2 separate regions of the Sus scrofa genome follow, and region 1 is linked to region 2. Evidence: chromatin contacts called from public HiChIP or PLAC-seq data. All regions are on one chromosome and are shown on one strand. Each heading gives the region's core, a stretch centred on a gene start, on an enhancer-like site or on the middle of the called end of the contact. The rest is flanking DNA. Distances are from core to core; before and after follow the strand shown. Region 1 has its middle 75 kb from the start of MBNL3. Region 2 holds the start of MBNL3 (muscleblind like splicing regulator 3).

Evidence for each region. HiChIP or PLAC-seq counts read pairs in DNA pulled down with a chosen protein or histone mark.
Region 1: a contact with region 2 is called in an H3K27ac HiChIP or PLAC-seq map of alveolar macrophages. The contact joins the enhancer-like site here to the promoter of MBNL3 in region 2. A contact is called at or near these places in 2 of 5 promoter capture datasets (fetal liver and liver), 7 of 47 Hi-C or Micro-C datasets (embryonic fibroblasts, fetal liver, heart right ventricle and 2 more) and 1 of 2 datasets of contacts at active chromatin or transcription factors (alveolar macrophages).

What each region holds. Positions count from the first base shown.
Region 1 is chrX:108,603,300-108,605,999 of Sscrofa11.1, forward strand. It overlaps a transcript of MBNL3 not described here. Among named protein-coding and RNA genes, the nearest start is that of MBNL3, 75 kb to the left of the region's middle. Within about 2 kb of position 1,287, at least 25 of the 83 cell types and tissues checked have an H3K27ac peak or open chromatin away from gene starts, as enhancers often do. A contact at or near this core is called in alveolar macrophages, fetal liver and liver, where this site is marked.
Region 2 is chrX:108,528,015-108,530,714 of Sscrofa11.1, forward strand. It overlaps MBNL3 (muscleblind like splicing regulator 3), which reads right to left and starts at 1,419. Exons shown (of 9, transcript NM_001243933.1): 1 at 1,402-1,419; 2 at 716-779.

The DNA.
Region 1 (2,700 bases), core at 37-2,536, 75 kb after region 2:
AATTTCAAGGTAAAGGACCAAGCCAAGTTCTGAAGTGGGGGTGTCACACAACCGCCCTTATGTGGAGGCATCCATTAAAGAACGTAGAACAGATGTTTACCCTTCATAAAGATTTAACATTCTGGCAAATTGAAGCCTTAAGAAGCTGAGAGAGTGAAGGACAGGCCAGGAAGTCAGGAATTCCTGGATGTGAACCTAATCTCGGTCCGATTCTGTTTTTGCTCTAAATCAATGCCAAATTCTCCTTCACACCTCAGCTGCTTTATAGCAGGCAAGAATTATACTGGGGACAGAACTGTTTCCTGGGAATGTCTTAGGTTAAATGGTTAACATTACAGCCCTCAAAGGTACTTCCACAAGAGGCCAAGCATTCTTCGCCTGTATTATTTACCTTCTTTATATTGGGGGAGCGAAACCGAATTTTGGTGTCTTGCTAAACTGACCTTGAAAAGAAGGGATCATCCTTTCCGTCCCTAAATTCTTGCCCACTTTAGCCATGATCGGTTATTCAACAAATTAGGAAGTTAAATCATGGGGTCTTCCAGGTTTTTAAGGGAGCTGTCACACCTGTGGGTTGACCATTTTCAGGCTGCTAACACTTGGCAAGTTCAGGGCTCTCATCTTTATTTGTCCCCTCCACGGGGTCGTCAGCCTCAAAGAAATAAAATGCCCTCCTCACTCACATCTTGATTTGGTACCCTGTGGGAAAGTCAGTCGGTCCCTGTCATGAAAAGAATCTCCGTTTTCCATTCCACAAGGCACCCCATCCATATCTGGCTGTGCCCGCGCGGCTTTGGGCTCTTCAAAAGGCGGCCTGTGTTTTCACTTTCTCCTCGCCACTTCATGATAAAAGCGCCCTGGTCCCTCCGTGGCATTTAATGAATGGTTCCTCTCCCCCTGGATTTGGACTGCTGGCCTTTCCGACCAGTCATTAACTGGCAGGAAATGCCCTTCTCGGCAATCACTACTGTGTAAACAGAGCTATAAACTTCCGAGGGCCGTGCAATCCCAGACCCTAAAGCTGCACGTGTAGGGGGGGATCTTGATTGTAAAACACTGCCTTCCAAATTAAACTCAAACCACATGATACAGTCCATAAAATATACAAAACATGCAGGCCAGTGACAGATTTATTGTGGCCCTACAGAATAAAGCAAAAAAAAAAAAAAAAAAAAAAACACACACACCAAAAAAAAAAAACCTCTCTATATGGAAAACACTGCTACTTTTGACCCAAAGAGCCCCCAAACAGGAAGTTAAAAGCAAATCAGCCAGCTGTGGCCTGAGTTATGAAGGAGACCAGTGCAAACGGCATTTCCTGTCATTGCTTGTCGCCATTTCGGAACGCCTCCATCTGAACTGTTTTCTTAGATGGCTAAAAACATGATGGAAATTTCTTTGGGGATAGATGGAGAGGCCATGAGGAGGGCTATTATTACATGATCTGGGCTTGAAAGTGAAAAATGTAACTTTTACCCGAAAAATCTCCTTAGCACAGGTCACACAACCAGTCGCTTGAATGTCTGCATTTTTAACGAATACAGGATTAACAGACCACATTAGGAAAAGTAAAAGTGTTCAGAATCAGACATTAGACAGCCTAGATGGTGCCTGTTAATTTTGGCGCAATTTTCAGAACAGGGACTTGCATGCACCTGATTAGTAAGAGACAGAACTGCAGACTCCAACACCCCAGAGAAGAGGAACTAGCTTCTTCAAGTTGGTTTCTCTCTCCCTCTGTCTCTCACCAGCCCACAGCATGACTTGTGCAACTTCAAAGCACGTGCACGGCCGCGAGCTCTCTGAGGGAATCGCATTTTAGATCCTTTATTAGTATCGCCACTCTTCAGAACATATGGAGGTATTCTTGTCTTTGTGCAGCACTGTGAAATGCCAAGCCCTGTGCCACATCTCTCCAGCCTGTCACCCTCTCAATCACAAGACAGCCGGGGGGGGGGGGGGGGAAGGCAGGGAGTTTCATCTGAAAGCACAAGCGTTTTGCCTTCACACTATTGCTCCACTGAACTCTCAGTGTGTCCATTCTGTATGGGGCGGGGGCTATCTGCCCAGCAAAAGCAGGTTTCTCTTGCTCTGGGAAAGAGGATTCATAAATGCTAGCCAGGGGAGCTAGTTGGCCAAAGTTCCGCCAACCCCCCCGCCAAAATGCCTTTCTCAAAAAAGGCCTTCCCTTGGGGGGCCTGTCGATCTGATTCCAGCCCAGACCCTGGCTTCAGAAAGCGGGCAGAGCGCTTACTGACACGTCTGCCGAGGGCAGGGCTGCTACAGGCATTCGTGAAACAGATCGGACTGCCTGGCACCCCCAAGACCAACCTCCACTTCCGGGTTTCTGCAGTTGGAAGCCCTTAGATATAAAACGTGACCCTCTAATGTGTGCTCTTTCTCACTTCATACTTTGGGGTGAGCTGATAAGGTTTTCCTTCATGCTACCCCACTACGTAGAAAATACGCTGCCCTCAATCACTTGGGGCTTTAAACTTTTCTCGGTCTCCCTTGGGAAAAGAATACACTCTTCTTTGGGATCCTCATGGATCACAGCCTGCAAGAATTTGGGGAAACATCCATGAGCTTTTTTCAACAAAACAGCACCCACAACCGGGCCACTTACTGAATGGCTGCTTTTCAGAGGACAAACGCACAGTCCAGTTGGGTGCTGAAGTGAAATGTGATCTCCGCCACGGT
Region 2 (2,700 bases), core at 169-2,668:
GAAATCCTAAGGCACACAGACCTAAACCCTGTTCTAATTCCCAGGGATCTGTGGCCACCAGAACTCCCCCCGCCTCCAGGATAGAGGACCCCACAGAGCTGAGTAAAGGCACCTGCAGTGGATTCATATTTAATTAGCACCTGGGCCTGCCCAAGGGGAGCACCAGGGTCACCTTAGAATAAACTGCCTTCCTTGACAGGTGGGCTCCATCCCCACCCTGCATTTCTCTAACCAGCTGCAAGTCAAACTCCCTGAAGCCACTTAGACAAAGGAGGAATACAAGGCTTTAGGTCAATCACTAGAGCGGGGCCTTCTTGGGCATCTCTACTGCGTATCCAGACTTCTTACGAGAAAAATGTCCCCCCACCGTGCTTTAAGACCCCTGTTCAGCTGAATTCACACCAAACATTTATTTTCAAATAATCCCAAACTTGAAGTTTTTCTCTGAATTTTCTCGAAGAGCAAACAGCACTAAAAGTCAGAGTTGCTGTTCAGAGTGAAACCAAGCCTGCCTTCCCAGTAACTCAGATCTGCTTCCTGCCTCCCCCTCAATTTTTCCTCACCGGTCTAATCGAATACCTTCAATTGCTTTAGAAAAAAATATTAACTATCTCTTCAATAATCTGCTCTTCAGGAACACATCCTCTCTGTCTATAAGACAGCCAACCAGAAGGAAATTAGAACCCCCAAGAAAAGTGAAGCCCACTGAGTTTACCAAGAGTCAGAAGGCGTTTCCGATGCTAAGTATTCATGGAAGCTGTCTTTAAAGTAGTTGATGGCTGCCAATGTAAAATGTCATTAAAATATAGGGAAAAAAAAAAGGAAAAGAGAAAAGAATGACAATTTGTTACTCCAAGAAACACACATAAAATCATGCAACTTCATGAAGCTACTTACTACATAGGCTTTGTTACGAAGCAACATAAAGTAGAGAGAGGGTCCCCCTCGGGCCTTTGTCAAATCTTAGGGTCCTCGGGCTCCTTTTGCTGGACACCCCATCTAGTCACTAACCACAGCGATTTAGAACCAGGACAAAAAGGGACACCAGCTGCTTGTACCTTTTCTTCCCGGCTAGGGCTTCTGCCTGGAATCCTATCTAGGGTTGCCAGCTTTATCAAATGAAAATTCAGGATGCCCAATCAAATTTGAATTTCAGATAAACGAGGGCGGATTTTTTAGTGTAAGTATGCCCCATGCAATCTATTATCTAGCCACCCTCTCCCTACCTATTCTTCCATCTTGGTGGGTTCAGCTAAAATAAAGGTAAATCCTCGAAACCCCACTTTACTTACTCTCTTTACCTTAAGGTCCTAAGCAGCCCCCTCCATAGAATCAGCCCCGGCTCTACTAGGCCTTCGGTTGCCCGGGGCAAAGCAGGAGGCACCCTCAGGCCCAGCTTACCTGACCAGCTGCAAGGAATTTAAGGAAGTTGACGGCTGGAGAAAGCAATTTTTTATTCCATGGCTCCTCCCACCAAAAGCTTCACACGGCTCCCTACCCGGTCAGCCACTCCACTTTCCCAACCACAGTGGCGCAACTGTATATTCAAAGACACTGATGCCTGTGGGAGCTCCTCCCACCAACTTGAATCCGGGGGAGGGGGCAGACTGTGTGACCACCAGGCCTAACTCCTGGCTCAAAATGTATACAACTTTTTTTGAACCTACACGTGATTAAAGCAAGATGAGGCTTTTATGTTTTTAAGGGTTTTCTTAGTGTGTCTGTGCACTGGGGGGGGAAGGGGAAGGCAGGTTAACTTTAATTTCTTTAGTCTTGAAGTCATCCACTACAGGCCAGGAAAACGTGTGCTTAAGCATCCTGTTTCTACATGCACACGTAAGATCCAGGCAGATACATATTCGAAACAGGCAAAAAATGGCATGGTAACACTCAAAAAGAAAAAAAAAAATGGCACGGATAGCCATTATTTGCCTAAATGTCTTTCTCAGCCAATGCCTGAGAAGTGGAGGGCAGGGCCAACTCTAAGAAACGAAACAATATCTTTAGGAAAAATGGCAATCTGTTATAGCCCCACCTTATAGACTATGTATATCACAAAAGTGGCACCTGTAAACATTCAGGAGTTAGTCACACGGTCCTGAATTTACATTTTACCCATTAGGACCGTAGCCTCCTTTGTTGGAATGATCAGAGTCAGAATTAGTTAAGGTCAGAAAGAATGACACTACTTCACTGGGGAAGCTTCTATGTTTAGAGACAATATGTCATAGAAACATCCAACAGTAAAGCTGGAAAGGCTCTCGGAGATCATTCAGTCCAGCGTGTGCCAGAGTGTGCACCGCACACCACTATTCCCAGGGCAGGAGCCTCAGGAACGGAGTTTTCCCGGAGAAATACTTGGAAGGAACAGCACCCTCTAGTCCTCTCCTGTAGATGACTTGTCCACAGGAGCATAAGAAAGGTTCTCTTGTCACTTGTTCTACAGCAAAGAAACCTGCTGACTTTGAGTTCAGAAACATAATTCAATCACAGAACCATCCCTCTTTCCGCCTCCCCCAAAACACCTCTCGACACATCTCACTGCAGAAGCCTTAGGAAAAGAGCGATCTGATTCAGCTCCCTCTGCCTAAAGTTCAAAGCAAGCCCCATGGCATGTAGTAAACTCCAAAGAACCGGATGGGCCGTTGACGTGACATTGACCATTTCTGCCCATACTTGACCTCCCCAGAGCTGAGAGAT